Regions from separate parts of the Mus musculus genome. Here all the other regions are linked to region 3. Evidence: chromatin contacts called from public HiChIP or PLAC-seq data. All regions are on one chromosome and are shown on one strand. Each heading gives the region's core, a stretch centred on a gene start, on an enhancer-like site or on the middle of the called end of the contact. The rest is flanking DNA. Distances are from core to core; before and after follow the strand shown. Region 1 overlaps Zfpm1 (zinc finger protein, multitype 1). Region 2 overlaps Galns (galactosamine (N-acetyl)-6-sulfate sulfatase). Region 3 holds the start of Chmp1a (charged multivesicular body protein 1A).

Region 1 (3,577 bases), core at 81-2,580, 880 kb before region 3:
GAGGGCCAGACCCAGCCACCTCACTGACAGCCATCTGCTGGGGCCAGGAACAGCTAGCCTGTGAGAGTCAGAGGCCCCCTGTGTGGCTGCCCACACCCGTCTGCTGCTTACTCTGTGCTATCCAACTGTGACCTTGAAAGCTCACCTACCCCCTGCATCCCTGGGAGCCACCTCCTGACGGAAGCCAGCCGATCTGAAGCAGGCTCTTGGGTAGAATGCACTCCCTCAGTGGACGTGTGGCAACTGCCAGCAAGGTCCAGGGTGCAAGGCAATACCTAGGTCCAGAGATGCCTTACTGTTCATGTTATCCTTCAAGCAGAGCATAAGTAAGCAGCCGTGGCCAGTATACACAGCTCTAGGGCTTCCTGTATCCTCACATTCATCTGTGCCCAGGGCAGAAAGGCCCACAGAGAAGGGCACAGCCTCCCTAGCCCCCAGCTCTCCCACCGCCCTGAGATGGTGGCAGGACAAGGAAGGGGATTCCTTCCCCTATCCTGACAGCAACTTTGTCATGTGGGCCTCACCGTGCTGGCATACAGGAAACTGAAGCCAGAGGTGCAGGTGTTACCTGCTAGGACTCCAGGGCTCCCCTTCAGAACCAGCTTATCTCCACTCCCTGCTCCATGGCAAGCCACGTGGCAGCAGGCAGGTGACGTGGAAGCCACCGGGCTGGGCTGTCATGACCTCATGGGTCACTGGGAGTTCCCAGCTAGTAGGCCTTATCTTGTTGGCTCTGTATATGCCATGTGAATGCGATCTGTAAAGAGTTGGTCCACAGGGGTCACAGGAGAAAGGTCAGACCTGAACCCTGACGTTTGGCCCCAGAGCCTATGTGGGCATCACACACAAGGGGACCCAGGAGTGCCAAGCACTGTCCTGGCAGTTCCCCTTACAGTCAGCAGCCTGTTTCTCCTCCTGTTCCAGCCTGTTGGTCATCTTCCTTACCCAGTGAGCTCATTGCCATGACCACCGCAGCGGTTCTTAGGAGCCGGGAGTGAGCAGGGGCTCTAAGCTTTGGGTTAAGAGTTCCTGGGGTGCAGGTTTCTGAGTGAAAGGCATTTATTTGAATCAAACAGCGAATGGCCGACAGGATGATACACAGGCCTGCTCTGCCTTTACACATAGTGCCCGAGTGGCTTAGTCCAGGGGCTAAGTAAGCTCAGCGAACAGGGAGGTGCCCAAGTGGCAGCAGTCACCCACCCCACCCTCCAAGGATAGACAGGACTGGGCCTCTGCTGTCCCTGCCTTCCACTGGCTGTGTCTCATCCTCCACCGGAGACCAAATCCCAGCCCAGCCTTCCAGCCTGGGCTGCACAGAGACATGGCCACGTACACTTACTTCCTCTGCTGCTGGGCTGAGAGCCAGGGTGCAGGGGGCAGGAAGCAAGCAGCTTTGGTGGCCCTGGGGGGCTGAGCCCAGAGCTCTTCCCTTCCAGGTTCAGATGGAGCTGCAGAGGAAGTGTGTGGCACAGCCCTAGGCTGGAACTTCTAACCCCAACCCCCTCCCCTTTATTCTGTCTCAGTTCCCTGGCCCATATGATGGGGAAGAGGGCACAGAGCCTCAGCTACCCACTACCCCTCGCTCCCTGGCAACACAGCTGTCTTGGGTTGGGGCAGCCAATCTCAGGAGAAGGACAGTGCTCTCAATGAACGGACAGGGCCAAAAGTTCCACCCTGCACCAGAAAGGAAAGCTCTACTGTACAGAGACATGGGCTCGTGCTCTCCCTCTCTCCCTCTCTCCCTCTCTCCCTCCCTCTCTCCCTCTCTCCCTCCCTCCCTCCCTTTCTCAGTTCCTTGCAGGAATCTAGCAGTTGCGTGGTATGGGCCATACCCTTGGTGCCAGCAGCTCTGCTGTCACAGAAAGAGAACACACATCAGCAGGCTCTATAGATTCAGTGCTTGACAGCTCTAGACCTTTGTTCCCAACAGAGACCAATGCATAGCCTGGGAATGCACAGCTCCCTGCCATGCCTCCAGTTATCATAGTGTTTGAACTACACAAGTCCTACTGCTATGAGCTACCAGGCTGCTGACCACCACTACACAACAGAGCAAAGCCCCCCACTCGGCATCCTATATAGACTGAGCCTTTCCCATCTCCACTCTTCTCTAGGGCCCAGCTGTGACCCTGATGGTGGATGAGAGCTGCTGGCTAAGGATGCTGCCCCAGGTCCTAACTGAAGAAGCCGCCAACTCAGAGATCTACAGGAAGGGTCTGTATCTCATGCCTGCCTCCCTCCCCGCTAAGGTCTTTCAGAAGGCAGGGTCACTTGGTTCTGACTGGTCCAGCTCTTAAAGGGACACCAGCTTATCTGGGTAACAATCAAACTGCCTGAGAGAGCACCCTGAACCCCATCTGAGAGGATGATGGACAACCTTTGGAGCTGCAATCCCATGCGAATCATAACCACTGACACAAGAGCTAGAGGGACCACCCTGGGCCCTCTACAGCCAGCCCCTGAACACAAGAGCTAGAGGGACCACCCTGGGCCCTCCACAGCCACTGAACACAAGAGCTAGAGGGACCACCCTGGGCCCTCCACAGCCACTGAACACAAGGGCTAGAGGGGCCACCCTGGGCCCTCCACAGCCACTGAACACAAGGGCTAGAGGGGCCACCCTGGGCCCTCCACAGCCACTGAACACAAGGGCTAGAGGGGCCACCCTGGGCCCTCCACAGCCACTGAACACAAGGGCTAGAGGGGCCACCCTGGGCCCTCCACAGCCACTGAACACAAGAGCTAGAGGGACCACCCTGGGCCCTCCACAGCCACTGAACACAAGGGCTAGAGGGGCCACCCTGGGCCCTCCACAGCCACTGAGAGCTCTGCTTCTCTACGTGGGCTTAGGGGGAGACTGAGCAAGAAGAGCTTCCGGGGACCACTGAAGGCAGCCTGCACTAGAAAGGAACACGCCCCAACACCAGATTGGATGTTGGCAAGCCGTCAGCCATGTGCTTGCACCACCAGGACTGACCTGCCCATAGGCTTCTACAACACAGTTCTGCCCAAGTGTGCCATCCACAGAAGACAGAGGCCCTTATAGGGATGATACTGATAAACATGACCTGATCTGGGTGGGGCCTGCAGACAGGGTCACAGTGACCACAGGAATCCTGTGGACATTGTCGCTTGATTTTTCCTGTATCACTTGGCCCATAATGGGACTTACACAGGCTCTACCCTGCAGCTCAGCTCCTACTGCCACCTTAGAACATACATACTCCCTTTTCTTTTCCCACTTTCTGCTGGGAGTGGCCACTGGCTTGAGACTGAGGCCAGAAGTGTCCCTACTCACAGCTCACAGGGTTCCAGGCCATGTGGCAGAACTGCTGGCCCAGGACACCTGGGTTTTTGTGGATTGAGGCTGCCCTCTACAGGCTACTGTGGGAACAGCACCAGGCCCATGCCCAACAGATTGAAAACCTGCCTGTTCTGGAGCCCAATGCGTTAGGACACCCCTCTACCCCAGCCAAGTGATAGTGATTACATACAACCCCCTCATATATCCCTGCCCATGTCTACCCTTTTACTGGAGATGTAAGCTCCCCCAATCCTTGCCTCAGACACAGGATAG
Region 2 (3,605 bases), core at 957-3,456, 620 kb before region 3:
CACTCATATGCCCCCAGAACTTTCCAGAGCCCATGCACCCAATCTCTACATCTGGACATCTAGGCATGAAAACCAACAAAGGGCAAGATCCATAGGGCCACACGAGGGAGGGAGGCTGCGGGGCAATGGTGCCTCCCTTGATGATACCTGAGAGATAGATTCAACCTACTTCTCCAGCGGCCTCCCAGTGGTGTCCCCTCCCAGGGAGGCTGTATCCAGGGGCTGTACCTGTGTGAACTCCTCCCAGGAGTTGGTCCAAGTCCAGAGGTGTGCTTTGTACTGGCCAAGAGTGACAGCCATCAGAGTGTTGCCACGGTAATAAAATATGGGCCTGTTGTGTTGAGGAGAGAAAGAGTGAAGACCAAGTCCGTGTGTTTCCATGTGGAGCTCCTGGCTGGGGAGTGGCGAGCTGCCCATGCCTCCGGGTAGGTATCGGCTGACATTTTAAAGATGTGCGAGGGCCACAGAGTACAAAAACTCAGAGGGAACTGGGGTGTGTGGCTCAGGAAAATTATTTCCTGGCACACATGAGGTCCTGGGGTCCTACTTGGTCCAATGTGTGTGACAACCACTAGGCTGCAGGGACTGGCCTTAGTCATTCCCTGGCTGGCCATGACCCTGTGGAGGCAAAGCCTAGCCCTAGGAAATGGGGCTGACAAAGGAGTTGAGCTGCTAACAATGAGATCCCCTTCTTAGAAGTAAGATGGGGCTGGGCCTGGGAAAAGACACTTGTTGGTAGGACACCTCCCATCCCTTAAGTCTTAAGGTGGTTTCCTAAGAGTCAGTGCTTATCAGGGCCCTGATGGGCTCAGACTGAGCCCTTTCCCAGGTGCACATCCCAGTTCCATCTTGTTCCCCTGCTTCAGCATCTACATTGTTTCTTTTATAGTCATAGCTAGCCAGTGAGGAAGCTCTAGCTCTGGGCCCCAGCATGAGGAGCTGGGGCAAGGGGGCAGCACTAGGGGCGGGACAGATGTTGCCTAGCACCAACCTGTCCATCATCTGGCCCTTGAGCATGGTGGGGAGGAGGTCAAGTCCATCAATCACCCTGTCACTGGGGGGCTTCAGGCCTGCAAGGGACAGGCTGGTGGTGAAGAGATCCATGATGCTTCCCAGCTGGTGGCTGACCTGCAATGGATGTAGTCATCTCTGAGACCATCCTCACCGGCTGGTGTTTGGGGGATGGAGCCTGGAGTGGTGAGTACCTGACTCTCCTCTGGGTATGTAAATGCGCACTAAGGCCCCAACACTGACACCCACCCACTGCCATGGGAGGGCCACAGCCAGGCTTAAGTGGAGTACCTGGGCAGATGGGATTTAAGCTGAACATCTGACCCCAGAGTCAGGCTACACTCATGTCCCACTGCCCCTACCACGTATGGATCAGCAGTCATTGCTAGACCCAGAATGCTAGAGCAGCTCCTCCTCCTCCTCCTCCTCCTCCTCCTCCTCCTCCTCCTCACAGAGAGACACACAAGGGTCCCACCTCTCAAGGCTTAGCTGTCCCAAGAGAGTCGACAATATTCATTTTGACACCTGAAAGCTATTGTGAGCTTTGTATATCAAAGGAGAAAAGTCAGGAAAGACCCAGAAGCAGCAAGGAAGCCAGCTGGGAAGGAACCAAACAAACGGTCCTGTCTCCTGTCTCCTGCTTCAGCCAGGCAGAAGATAGTTCTAAGAGGGGCAGAGACACTTGCTGGGCCCACTACCGTTCATCTGTGGACGTATTAGCCCTGTGGGAAGTGTACTTGGCTGTTTTCTGCTCACGTCCTGACATAAGGGCAACTGAGTCACTGAGTGGCGGGGGGTTCTTTCGTGGCTCTGCCCCCTCTGTAACAGTGAGCATCTTCACTGGCTCGCGCACCCCAATAACCTCTCGGTGATGCTGCGGTGGAGACAGACATGTGCTCCTCTCTTGACCTCTGTGGCATGGGATGGTCAGAGGGGGGTAAGCACAGTCCCCGAGAAGACACATCTGTGGTCCTCTAGGAAGACCTGACTCCACAGCAGGCTTGTCGGGACCTCAGCTGGAGTTCAGTTTGAACAGGCTTCTCTTGACTGCGCCTTGCGTCTTGCTTGGCCCTCATTCGGCGGTGCCAGCTGGAGATCCTGTCAAATAAGCCTTGAACTTGATCAGGCCCTGCTGAGGCTCACTGAGATGCCCCACCTCTATGTCGAAACCCCTTAACTGCCTTTGCCTAATCACCCGCATCCTGATGGGGGTTGGGGAGGAGGCAGTTTCTAAAGATAAAATGGCCGTGTCTGGACAGACAGACTCGGGAGAGACTCTTGCAATCTGCATGCACTCTCGGCTATAGAGCCTGTTTCCTCATTTCCAAGCCCTACACTCTCCCCTATAAAAGATCCTAGCCAGCCCTTCCAGCCCTGCGGGCCTCTCCTTCCTACGGCACGGTCTGTCTTTCACTGTTTGCAATAAACGGTCTCATCTGCCGAGGCCGCTCAGACTCTCCTCTCCTTACTCTGTGCCCTGAAATCTGGCAGATATGACTCTGACTGTGCCATGAGGTCCCTGGCAGGCATGGACATTCGTCTACAGAGCCTGCATGGGAATAGGGCATTCTTGCATGTATGTGCTCTGACCAGGGTCTCCCTATCTATGATATCAGGGGAACGACAGAGGCCTTCTGAAGCCTCTGAGTGGCTCACAGCCCCTTCCGGGTATTTCCTTCCAGAAAACAGGAAAGGGGGAAGATGGGAGCATGATGCATGCCTGAGGTGATTGGAAGGAGGGGTCTGACTGCCAGTGCATGCATCCGAGTGCGCACGAGCTGTTGTGTGTCTGACAGCAGCAGGGTGCTGTCAGCTCCTCTGAGATGAAGCTGGAGCAAAGGCCCCAATTATACCACTGCAGCCAGGTGCAGCATCAGCGTCTGCTTCGAGGCTGATGAACGTCAGGGTGTTTAAGTAAAGATCTCGGTTATCACAGAGCACAGTGTGTGGGGAGCGTAGTGGAAAGGAAGCCGTAGCTCTGGAGCACGCTACGCTTTCCTCAGAAGGCAAGGCTGACCTCTCTTCCCAGCTGGTGCCGCCTGAGGGTATCTGGCAGGAATAGTGGTGGAAGCAGATGCTCTGAACCCACTGACACAGCAGAGTAGGTTAGGCCTCCTGGGCCTGAGGGAGCTTTGCCAATGCCAGGTCAGGGGCGTAGTCCGGGATTGGATACGGCTCCTTATCGGCCATGCCGAGCATCCCTTCCCAGGAACACCTCATGTGTGTCCCATTTCTCACCCAGTGACAACTGATCCAGTGGCTTCCACAGCTACATGAGGGCTGGCAGAGGTGGTACCGGGAAGAGCAGGTGCAGGTGTGGACCAGGCCCCTCTCCTAAGGGTCAGGTGGTCGTGGCCAGTCTGAGTGTCCACTAGTATCCCACTAACCATGCTTCTTCCACATGTAATGTGCTGACTGCCACGGGCACCCTGTTCTATAGAGGGAGCTGGCCAGATGGCAGGCAGGCCTGTTCAACCAACTGGGAGAGCCACCAACCTGCAAGGCTCTGGCGATTAGTGTGACCTGGGACTTCCGTGTCAAGAGGTCCTCAGCAGAGGGTAATGAGAAGCAGAGGCTCAGTCAGGTTTAGTTTA
Region 3 (3,616 bases), core at 142-2,641:
CAAATCGCCCCCATTTTAGCCCGTACTTTCATGTAGACTCTAGAGGGACTGGACTCTGAAAATCGGGAGAACCCTGTTGTGAGCTGCAGAGTGAACTGTAATGTCAGACAAGGGTCCATCTTCTTCCCAAGGGACAGTCTAGGATTCTTTTTTGCTTGTTTGTTTTTGTTTTGTTTTTCGAGACAGGGTTTCTCTGTATAGCCCTGGCTATCCTGGAACTCACTTTGTAGACCAGGCTGGATTAAAGGCGTACGCTACCACGCCTGGCTCAGTCTAGGATTCTTACGTCTTCTACAACAATGACACAGTACTTTAGCTTTCTACATTTCAGAAAGCAGTTTAAAAACAAAACAAAACCTCCATTACAGCCCTAGGCGGTGGCACAGACCTTTAATCCCAGCAGTGGGGAGGCAGAAGTAGGCAGATCTCTGAGTTCAAGGGCAGCTTGGTGTATACAGTAAGTTCTAGGCCAGCCAAGGCTACATAGAGAAGCAGTCTCATACAAACAAAAACTCTATGATACTAGCCCATAAAACCTATTATGAGTTCCTTGGGAGTCTAGAGGTTGGAGCCACGGCAGGTCGAAGTGACTCGTGACTCATACTGCTACGGGTGGTTCCCTTCCAACCTGTTAACCTAAGGTTAACCGGGCCCTCCTACTAGGAGGGAACCCAAAATCCTACTGTTTGGCACTTGAACTCCTTTGTATCTTAATTACTATTTCTCTGGGTACTTTTCTGGTGCCTTCTGACCACACTCCGTTGTCCCCAAACAGAAACAAAACAAACAGGGAGAGTGGCTAGTGGAAGTGGCCTGGATCGGGGGTCGGGTGTAGGATCATTTGGACAAGATTCAGGGTTTGGATCCCGGGCGTGGGGTGCAGGCCTGGGGAGATCTGGTAAAGAAACAAGACCCAGGGGTAAGAGCTGGCTGGGGGTCTGGAATCAAGAATCGGGAGCTGGCTTCTGCTGGGTTGTGCGATCGAGGCCCAGGAGAGGGTTTCAGCTAGGATGTCAGGGTTCAGGCACCGGGTCGGGTCCTGGTGGCTACACGGGCTGCAGGCCCCAGGGCAGGTCCTAGTCGGAGGTCTCGAGCCCAGTGAGCTGGGGGCGGGTCCCGGTCCGAATACAGGGTATAGACTATGGGTCCCAGGCCCGGGGGGATAGAGTCTGGGGCTGAAGCCCGGGGCGGGTCCGGCTGGGTTATGGGGCTGAGGCGAGACGTCCGCAGACTCCCGCTCCGACCCCGAAGTGGATGACAGCCCCTTACCGTCCATGGCCGGTCGGGCTAGCACAGCCCTCGGGGCGGCGCAGGGGACGCGATGTTACGGACCCGCTGTCTCCGCGAGGGCTTCCGGGGTCGCCACCGCTTCCGGTCGCGCGGCCGGCTGTCGCGAGAAGATAGCTCCGGGGCGGGGCTTGGGCGGGGCCTGGGCGGGGCTCAGGCACGGCTCGCGCGGCACGCGGTTGCCATGGTAATGAGCTCCCGGAGCCTAGTGTGGGTTTTGTGAGTCGGTCGGGTTAACCGGCCCCGAGGCCGCCCGGCTGGAGCGGCGGGGTCACCTATGGGCCAGTCGAAAAGCAAACCCAGAGAGAAGAAAGGTAAAGGGCGCCGCCTGGCGGCGAGGCCCGCCCTCCGTGCGGGCGTCCGCGGGCTGTAGGTCTAACGGCTTGTCCGTCCGTGTGTTTCAGAGGAGGAGAAGAGCACTACCACTTTAGTTACAAAGTCTAAGGAGAAAGTAATGGAGAAGGAGGCCAAGCAGTCTGACAAGGAGTCGCAGCCTGCCGAAAGCCTGTTGTTCGCGACATCCAAGCACTCAAGGCCGTCGTCTTCGTCTGAAGGTAGGGAGATCCAGAGGAGACCGGCCGCGGCAAGGCAGCAGGGATGGGACCTCTTTCTAAGGATGATGACCCGGGAGGTAAATATTACAGGGTTCTCGGTGCAGGGAAGGTGAGCGAGAGCACTGCCCTTGGCTCTAGGCTAGGCTATAACAGGGATTTCAAGGGCATCTTGTATATCTGGAGACCCTGTTTCAGAAGGAAAAAAGAAATTGAGACGAAACTTGAGCGATCCATAAAGTGTTCCCCAAAGAGGGTTAGTAGGGTGCTCTCTGGTCCCACAGTGATCCCTTCAACATGTTACAGCTTGGAGCAGAATTCTCCTCGGGTGATTGGCCAGGCTGCTGTGTGACTGACTCCTGAGCGGAGAGGGCTTGGTGTCCCTCAGCCTGGCCACAAAGATGGGAGGGCGTCTCAAGGTAGAAAGGACCGTGAGTGGGACAAAAGTGTTTCTTTTCACACCCAGCATTTGGCAGACACCAGAAACTGCTGCGAATTCCACTTTTCCCCGAGGCAGACGTTTGGCCTGTTTCTACCTTTTATAGTAGCTTGGTATGGCCACACAGAAGGAAACGTACAGAGCCTTCCGACACTGTGACACCCCCCCCCCCCCCATTGTCAGAAATAGAACTGTTGCAGGTTTAAAACAAGGAAGGCATTAGGAATTGGATGCTTTGTCTTTCTGGTTCCAGAATGGAGGCCTGTATGAAAAACAGAGCCCTAGGAGGACCTACCCCAGGCTCACTGCCGGAATCTGGTGGAAGCCAGAGGCGCAGTAGCCGAGGACAGTTGAGAAGGATTGGAGGTAGAAAGCACAGACCCTCCTCTCATTTGAGAAAGAGGTTGAGGCACCCATGGGTCTTGGGGAGGCAGTTTGAAATCCAGGTGCTGGGACTGGATTTCTGAGGTCTGACCTTGAAGCTTAGGGGCCCCTCATCTGAGGCTAGAAGGCTACACAGAGGCTGCAGACCTAGGGAGGCTTGTGATGTGATATCTGTCGATCAGGGCGCTTTTAGCTGATGACAGAAAAGCCAACTAAACAAGATTTTGTCACCCTGTGGTTTGATGTCTCACCAAAGATGGGTCAGAGATGGCGACCACCACCACCATGCCTGGCATCGGCATCGAGGACTCTGTGCTCCATTGTGTCGCTTTCAACCTCAGGAATGTCTTCCTTCACAGTGCCAAGGGATCTGGAAGGCTGCAGCCTCACAGGCACACAGACCATGCTGACCCTTAAGAGATGTGGGGCCTTGCTTGCTATTGGCAAGGAAGCCTTTCTGAGATAGGCTTCATCTGCCCAGCCTCTCTAAGATGGCTCCAGCTCTACAAGTTTGTAAGGCATCAGGGTAGACAAGGCCTTTGCCAGCGAGGAACTCCCCATTTGAAGGCCACCGGTGACACCTGTCATACAGCGTCAACATCTGGAGGAAATGCAGGTGGACATGAAGAGAAAACCAAGTGAGTCTGGTGTCAAGAAAAGATGATGGAGCAGGCTCAGCAGTCACAGGAACAAAGCCACTGACACATGCGACCCTGGAGGGAGCCTCAGAGCATGAGGTCTGAGGAAGCCAGGTGTAAATGTCCGTGTATGTTATGACCTCCTTTCTAGGAAGGCCTTGAACTCACAGTCCCTTTACTGCAACTCCCCAGGTGCTGGGCCCACGTTCATTTGGAAAGGATTCTAAAACCGCACAGGCTAGGCATGGAGTTATAGTGCCAGCTACTCAGGAGACTGAGGCAGGAGGATCATGTGAGCCCAACTTGGGCAACATTGT

Evidence for each region. HiChIP or PLAC-seq counts read pairs in DNA pulled down with a chosen protein or histone mark.
Region 1: an H3K4me3 HiChIP or PLAC-seq map of bone marrow-derived macrophages shows a contact between it and region 3, with 3 times the contacts expected there. The contact joins the enhancer-like site here to the promoter of Chmp1a in region 3. A contact is called at or near these places in 2 of 39 promoter capture datasets (liver and pre-B cells) and 4 of 115 datasets of contacts at active chromatin or transcription factors (bone marrow-derived macrophages, embryonic stem cells, large pre-B cells and 1 more).
Region 2: an H3K4me3 HiChIP or PLAC-seq map of bone marrow-derived macrophages shows a contact between it and region 3, with 4 times the contacts expected there. The contact joins the enhancer-like site here to the promoter of Chmp1a in region 3. A contact is called at or near these places in 9 of 39 promoter capture datasets (the 3T3-L1 cell line, cranial neural crest, embryonic stem cells and 3 more), 1 of 15 datasets of contacts at CTCF or cohesin (the NIH/3T3 cell line), 2 of 484 Hi-C or Micro-C datasets (B cells and liver), 9 of 115 datasets of contacts at active chromatin or transcription factors (acute myeloid leukemia, bone marrow-derived macrophages, differentiating embryonic stem cells and 4 more) and 3 of 9 other capture datasets (adipose tissue, liver and pancreatic islet).

The regions. Positions count from the first base shown.
Region 1 is chr8:122,329,976-122,333,552 of GRCm38.p6, forward strand. It overlaps Zfpm1 (zinc finger protein, multitype 1), which reads left to right. Exons shown (of 10, transcript NM_009569.4): 5 at 2,115-2,214. Among named protein-coding and RNA genes, the nearest start is that of Gm46056, 13 kb to the right of the region's middle. Within about 2 kb of position 1,331, at least 49 of the 459 cell types and tissues checked have an H3K27ac peak or open chromatin away from gene starts, as enhancers often do. A contact at or near this core is called in bone marrow-derived macrophages and liver, where this site is marked.
Region 2 is chr8:122,591,210-122,594,814 of GRCm38.p6, forward strand. Galns (galactosamine (N-acetyl)-6-sulfate sulfatase) reads right to left here. Exons shown (of 14, transcript NM_016722.4): 10 at 992-1,128; 11 at 229-331. Among named protein-coding and RNA genes, the nearest start is that of Aprt, 16 kb to the left of the region's middle. Within about 2 kb of position 2,207, at least 39 of the 459 cell types and tissues checked have an H3K27ac peak or open chromatin away from gene starts, as enhancers often do. A contact at or near this core is called in acute myeloid leukemia, adipose tissue, bone marrow-derived macrophages and 1 more, where this site is marked.
Region 3 is chr8:123,211,397-123,215,012 of GRCm38.p6, forward strand. Chmp1a (charged multivesicular body protein 1A) reads right to left here and starts at 1,392. Exons shown (of 7, transcript NM_145606.3): 1 at 1,270-1,392. The coding sequence starts at 1,276. It overlaps Spata33 (spermatogenesis associated 33), which reads left to right and starts at 1,462. Exons shown (of 3, transcript NM_177279.4): 1 at 1,462-1,601; 2 at 1,692-1,841. The coding sequence starts at 1,565.